2 separate regions of the Canis lupus genome follow, and region 1 is linked to region 2. A link is a contact called in public Hi-C data. All regions are on one chromosome and are shown on one strand. Each heading gives the region's core, a stretch centred on a gene start, on an enhancer-like site or on the middle of the called end of the contact. The rest is flanking DNA. Distances are from core to core; before and after follow the strand shown.

Evidence for each region. A called contact is a pair of places that touch in the nucleus more often than the background predicts.
Region 1: a Hi-C map of blood shows a contact between it and region 2, with 2.1 times the contacts expected there. The contact joins the enhancer-like site here to the promoter of STIM1 in region 2. A contact is called at or near these places in 3 of 9 Hi-C or Micro-C datasets (all in blood).

Annotation. Positions count from the first base shown.
Region 1 is chr21:26,555,304-26,558,799 of UU_Cfam_GSD_1.0, reverse strand. The region is part of intron 1 of STIM1 (stromal interaction molecule 1); the gene reads right to left. Among named protein-coding and RNA genes, the nearest start is that of STIM1, 42 kb to the right of the region's middle. Within about 2 kb of position 2,064, at least 6 of the 20 cell types and tissues checked have an H3K27ac peak or open chromatin away from gene starts, as enhancers often do. A contact at or near this core is called in blood, where this site is marked.
Region 2 is chr21:26,513,245-26,516,479 of UU_Cfam_GSD_1.0, reverse strand. It overlaps STIM1 (stromal interaction molecule 1), which reads right to left and starts at 1,810. Exons shown (of 13, transcript XM_038568828.1): 1 at 1,302-1,810. The coding sequence starts at 1,440.

The sequences.
Region 1 (3,496 bases), core at 815-3,314, 42 kb before region 2:
TGATAGTAAGAGAACCTGGCTTCATTTGTCCCAACTTGAGTTGAATACAGGAGAAACACAGGTTAGACAATGATCATTACAATGGTTGACAATTAATGAGAGCTTATTATGTGTCAGGCAATCTGCTAAATGTTCAACATGAATTATCTCATCTTAATCTTCACAACAGCCCTTTGAGGTAGATAATATAATTATCTCCATGTTATAGATAAGACAGTAGGTTCAGAGAGGTGAAGTAACTTGCCCAAAGTATTATAGTAAGTGATGGAACCTACACAGACTGATCCCAGGGCCTATGTTCTTCATCATAGACTAGCTGACTACCTACTTCTCTGGGAAGCCTCCTCTGACAAATCCTCTACCATGAAAGATTAAGGGCCCCTGAGCTCCTACTGCCTCCTATCCTTCTATCAACTTCTTGTCCCCATTCCCTCTAATGTAGCAGTGAGCCATCACCAAAATGATGAGTTCCCTGAGGGCGGAGATTACTGAATCTTAAACTCGTAACTCTTCTACCTAGTATTGCATCTGCAGCTCAATAAGTTTTTGTTTTTTTTTTTTTTTAGAATAAACAACTGTCAAGGAATATAGTATAATGATAGAAAGACACAGGTTCTAAAGTCAAATAGGCTTTGATCTGAATCTAGGCACTGCCACTTCTTAGCTATAATCTTGGCTAAGTTACTTAACCACTCTGGGGTTCAGAGTGGTAAAATGTCTTGTCATATAACATTGTAAGAAAACTAAGCTAAGCACCTTACACAGTGCCTGGCACATAAAAGTTACCCAATTTTATTTACCATCCTCCTCCTTTCGCTTTGTCTTTCACATATTGGTAAAAAGACCTCTGGTCTCAGGATCCAGAGTATAATTAGCTATAATCTTAATTAAGTACTTCTCCTTTCTGGGCTTAATTTCCTCATCTACAACTCACGGACTATTGGTTCAGAACAAATGAAATAAAACGTGCTTGAGTGGTTAAAAAGCACCGCGCAGATGGAAGGAATTTTTGTCATTCCACCAAACCAGCTTTTAAAATCAGCCTTAGGGACGCCTGGGTGGCTCAGCGGTTGTTTTCTGCTCAGGGTGTGATCCCAGGATTTGAGATCGAGTCCCACATCAAGCTCCTTGTGGGGAGCCTACTTCTCCCTCTGCCTGTGTCTCTGCCTCTCTCTTTCTGTTTCTTTCATGAATAAATAAAATACATTAAAAAGAATAAAATTAAATTAAAATCAGCCTTGAACTGCACTACATAGAAGTGTCTTGAAGCTCACAAAGACCGATCTTTCAGAGACCTAAAAGCTATAAAAGGAGGGAGTATTTGCACTGTCACTAGGAGAAGGAGCCAGTCCCACTGAAGAGCTGAGGTAAGACACTGCCAAATGGCTTGACTCCAGCAGTCCCTAACTAATTAAGGCCTTGCTCCCCTGCCTGTCTGTCTGTGACCTCTGCAAAGGCTAGAGAACACCAAGTGCTCCCAGCAGCTCTTCTCTTGGCCACAGCGGCATAAGGTATTTCCGGCCAAGGATCAGCGAAAGCTACTGCTAAGAGGTTCCTGCCCTTGGCCTTCCTTAGAACAGGGCCCAAAACAAGGAGGCCTCAGGCTGTCCTGAGGTTATCAGTTTAGGATTCCTAAGAGTCCACCTTAAACAGAGCTACCAAGACTCTTCCCTGGAACATGTCAGATGGGACAGACCTGATGCCTAAGCAGGCAGGCCCTTTGGACAGACTGGAAAGTCCCCTTGTGCTGTGGAATAAGGGACAGGTCCTCCCATTCTTAGCTGGAAGTATCTAGTCTTAGATGCTGTCAAGATCACTTTCCAGGCTCTTCTTCAAGCTGCATAGGTCCCAGGGACTTACTCACTTTGTTCATTAAAGCAGAACTCATCCCACCCCTAGGGCTCCATCCCCCAAGCCTGGCTCAAGAGTAAGACAGTCTATCCATTTTGCTCTTTAAGATTAAGACATATGACCCCTTTTTGTTGGAAGGGTTTAACTGTCATGTTGAGAAAGAATGTAGGCCAAAAACAGCACATATGAGGAAGTAAAGAAGGCTTAAGAAGTACTACAAGTTAGTTATGGTCACCGTCCCCACTTAGAGTTCCTGGTTCCTTTCATCATGGGTGCTCTAAGAGAACAGCTACAATCCAATAGTTTCCAAACTTTATTTCTGAACAGTGTAACTCTCTCTTTCAAATGCAGTTCAAATTATATCTAATTAGGAGTCTTAATATCTAATTAGATCTTTAATGAAATAATGGATCTAGGTAGTAAACATTAATGACTCCTAAAATCATCAGGCAAGGGGCAGCCCCGGTGGCCCAGCAGTTTAGCGCCACCTTTAGCCGGGTGTGATCCTGGGGACCCAGGATCGAGTCCCACATCGGGCTCCCTGCACGGAGGCTGCTTCTCCCTCTGCCTGTGTCTCTGACTCTCTCTCTCTCTCTCTCTGTCATGAATAAATAAATAAAATCTTTTTTAAAAAATAAATAAATAAATAAAATCATCAGGCAAAAAACTGAAGGGAAATATTTTAACGAATAGATCAAATGACAATATCTGAACCCACTCTTCAGTCTAAACATAACAAAAAGAGAGGAAACCAGATACAGTTGGTCACCTTTTCAAAAAGAAAGGAAGAAAAAAACAAAAAGAAAGAAAAGCAGAGTGATTGAGTGACTCAGTCAGTTAAGCATTAGCCTTCCACTCAGATCATGATCTCAGGGTCTTGGGATGGAGCCCAGCATCCTTCCTGCTCAGCCAGGAGTCTGCTTTTCCCTCTGTCCCTACACCCTGCTTGTGACTTCTCTCGCTTGCTCACTCTCTCTCTCTTTCAAAACCTGAAAAAAAAAAAAAAAAAAAAAAACAAACATTAAACCTGAACCTGATCAAGCATCAAGATCCAACTACCAATTTATAGTACCATACAGAGAGTATAGGAACATGTTAAACGCCACCATAGAGAGATACGCAGCAAAATCCAGAAACTAGGAAGCTTCTAGACAAATGACCCAGTTTCTTCAATACAGAATTGCAAAGAAAAGAAAAAAGAGAGGAGGGAAAGCTATGAGTCAAAAGAAACTCAAGATTTATTTTTTTAAAGATTCTAGTTATTTATTCATGAGAGATACAGAGACATAGGCAGAGGGAGAAGCAGGCTCCCAGCGGGTAGCCTGATGTGGGACCCTGGGATCCAGGGTCCCTGGGATCATGACCTGAGCCAAAGGCAGATACTCAACCACTGAGCCACCCACGTGCCTGGAAACTCAAGATTTAGATCAACCAGAAAAAAAAGACATCCACATTGGAAAATAAGTAAAACTGTCACTATTTGCAGATGACATAATACTATAGATAGAAAATCCTAAAGACTCTACCAGAAAGCTATTAGAACTAATAAATAAATTCAGTAAGTTGTAGGATATAAAATTAATATATAGAAATCTGCTGCATTTCTATGCACTAATAATGAACTATCAGGAAAAAAATTAAGAAA
Region 2 (3,235 bases), core at 561-3,060:
CATCTGCCTACTAGTCTTTCCCTTCACAGCCCAATGAAACCCAAGCTTTGAGCTACATTTCAAGGGCCAAGGAAATATCATATGGAGAAACAAGATTACTATCCAAGAAGAACCTATCTTCAAAATAACAGCCTAGGTACTACACTTGTACAAAGGGCAGCCCTACTTAGAACTCAGCCCTCGGGTACCTGGAATCACACCTGGGCCAATCAAGTTAAAAGAGGGGGGTTTTCCGAGAACAGTCAACCATCAAAGCCAGCATCTGGATCCATCCATGAAACTTCCCAGCCTTGGGAAGTTATATTTTAACTTATAATATAGGGGAATATAAGTTCCCTTTTCCTCCTTGTATCAATGGGTATCCACTGAGCAGTCCCCTCAGAAAGAACTCAGCTATAAACTCTCCCTAACCTACAGCCCAATGCTTTGAATAGATCACAGTGACAGGGTGGTAGAAATGGGGAAAGAAAACTGAATTCCTTCTAAGCCTTCTGTAAAACAACTGAACTTTAAAAGTACTTTTTTCTTTTGCATTCTGCAACAGAACTCCAGAGCTCCTGATATCTCACAAGGCTCCAGGAGTGCATAAGGAAAAACAGGACAGATCAAAAAATATCATAGAATTCCTACCCTCATCAGTCAGAAGAAATGGAATAAATCAACAAGTGGTCCCAGAAATTACACCATCCCCATGATTCGAAAAAAGCCATTTAACTCCCTGGTGATAGATAGTATTCGATCTAAAGAACTGCCTCGATATTTCAAAGGGGATAGCTAAAAGACAGCAGATTACCTAAGGGAAGGGACGGACTAAGTTTCCCACGCCTGTTGGAACAGAAAGGCACACCTCAACACCAAGCCATAGGACAAGAGTTGGCCCAGCCCTGACTTTCCCTGCCCAACCCAAGTGGCCTCAACCTCCCCTGTGCCGCCAAGTGCTGAAACCCGCCAAAGAGCAATAGACTTATCATCTGCCTAGGCCATTCTTCCAGACAGGTAGTCCTGAGAAGGGGTCCCCACTCGCTGATCTGAAAGGCCAAGGTGCCCCCAAAAGCCAACCCCTTCTCACTGCTAGCAAAAGACATCCTGGGGAGAGAGGAGGAAAGTTGTTGGAGAGGGCCAGAGACATCAGCCATGACTCCTGAACAGAAAGAACTCCTTGGACTCCGGAGGGCAGGCAGCGCCATGTGCGGGTCCTCCATCGACCGCACACGTAGTGCCCACCCAGGCACCTAGGTTCCGAGGTCAACTCTCCCAGCCCAGCCCAGCCCAGCCCAGCCCAGCCCGTGGCAAGGCCTTACCCGCTGCAGTGGACTCCTCAGAAGTAGCCCCTGAGCCAGCTCCTGTCGCCTTCTCGCTGTGGCTATGGCTGAAGCTCTGGCCGTGATGCAGGAGGAGCCCCCAGAGGAGCCACAGGGCAACACGGGCGCACACATCCATGACTCCAGGTCTCAGTCAACATGCGCCTGATGTGGACACCTCGGGATCCCAGGGCAAACCCGGGAGCCCAGAAGTGTAGCCGACAGTCCTGGAACCCCAGGCAAGATGCCCTCGAGGCGCCGCAGCTGTCCAGCCACCCGCCGGCCTGCCTCCTCCGACAGCCAAAGGTCAAGCGCTCCAAGTTTGGGCGCGGGAGGAGGGCGGGAGCCTCGGGTCCAACAGCGGGTCCGCGGGAGCTGCGGCGGCCTGAGCGCCGAGTCTGCTCCAGCCGCTTCCGGAGAGTTTGGACACGGCGGCCGCGGGCCGCTGTCAGCTCCGCAGCGGGCTACACCTCTGCGGGAGGAGCGGGCGGGCGGGATCTCCCGGGTACCGGGGCGGGGGAGGGAGGGCAGAGAGGGGAAGAGGGGGGCACCTGGCCTCGCCCCGCCGAGGAGCCGCCGGCAGCACAGGCTCGGGGAGCGCGTGCGACTCGCAGGTCCCCGCGGGCGCGGGCGCGGGCGGCTCCGGGATCCCAGGCCTCCTAGGCCGAGGTCAGCGCCCCCGCCCGGCCCCGTGCCCAGGCGCTCGGCGGTGCCCAGGTTCAGCAGGCGGACGCGCACTGGCCAGGCCCGGGACAGCGGCTCCGCGGCAGGCGGGCGGCGGGGGGCGGGGGGCGGCGCGGGGCGGCGCGGGGCGGGCCCGGGGCGGGCGGGGGCGTGCTCTCCTGCAGGCCCGCCCCGCGCCGCCCGGCCCCCGGCGAAGCCCGGCCAGCCCCAGCGCCCGGCTCCTCCCGGAATAACCTGTTGGAGGCGGCCGCCGCACGCCCCCGGCCCTGGCCCGCACGGGTCTCCGACAGGACCCCGCTCCGCGCCAAGGGTCGGGGCTCGGCCGCCCCTCCGCCCACGGGAGCCTCTCCCGCTCTCCCCGCCCGCCGGTGGGCGGGCCCCGGACACGCAGTTGCTCAGGTAACCCAGGCCTGCGGCGACGGCGGCAGGAACTGCCCCGCCCGGACCTCCGGGCCTCGGCGCGGCTCCACTCGCCTCAGCTCTAGGGCCGGCTTGGGCACAGGCCCCCGGCACAACGACCGCAGCCCCGGGCTGCGGGAAGCCACCGCCGCCGGGCCGGGCTGGGCCGGGCTGGGCCGGGCTGGGCCGGGCTGGGCCGGGCTGGGCCGGGCTGGGCCGGGCTGGGCCGGGCTGGGCCGGGCTGGGCCGGGGGCGCGCTCCCAGCCCCCCACTCCCGGCCGGCTCTCAGGCTCCGCCCTCCCGCCGCGCCGCGCAGCCAATCAGCTTCCTCCTCGCTGCAGTTTCGGAACCTGCGCGCTTAGGCACCCGTGCGCAGCGGCCCCTGGCGGGCAAATCTGGGTGCTGCAGGCGGGACTCGCGCTCCTGGGAGGCCCTGCCCCTTTGCAGAGGGGTTGGGGAGTGAAGCTAGGATCCGCCCCGAGGCAACCCTTTAGGGACTGCAAGTGTTTAGGGAGGAAATGATGCCAGAAAACAAAATGAAACGTCCAAAACACTATAGTTAAAATTGCCCCACACACCACTGAAGTCGGCTAAAGGACTCCATCTGCCTTCCTGACCGCCCCCTCCGCCTCATTCAAGGGAAGTCGGATGCCCTCCCTTTAACTGTCACAGCTCATTTTCCTACCTGCCCCTCAAATCCCCTCCCCTTTGAGGTTTTTGTGGGTAGGGCCTTGGCTGGTTCCTCTCGGCCTCTCTCCCAGCTCTCACTGTCGCTTGGAGGAGGTGTTAGCGACTTAGAATGAGTGCCCCAATGAAGAGAGAGCCGCGCCTAGGCCTCCTTCAACAGAGCC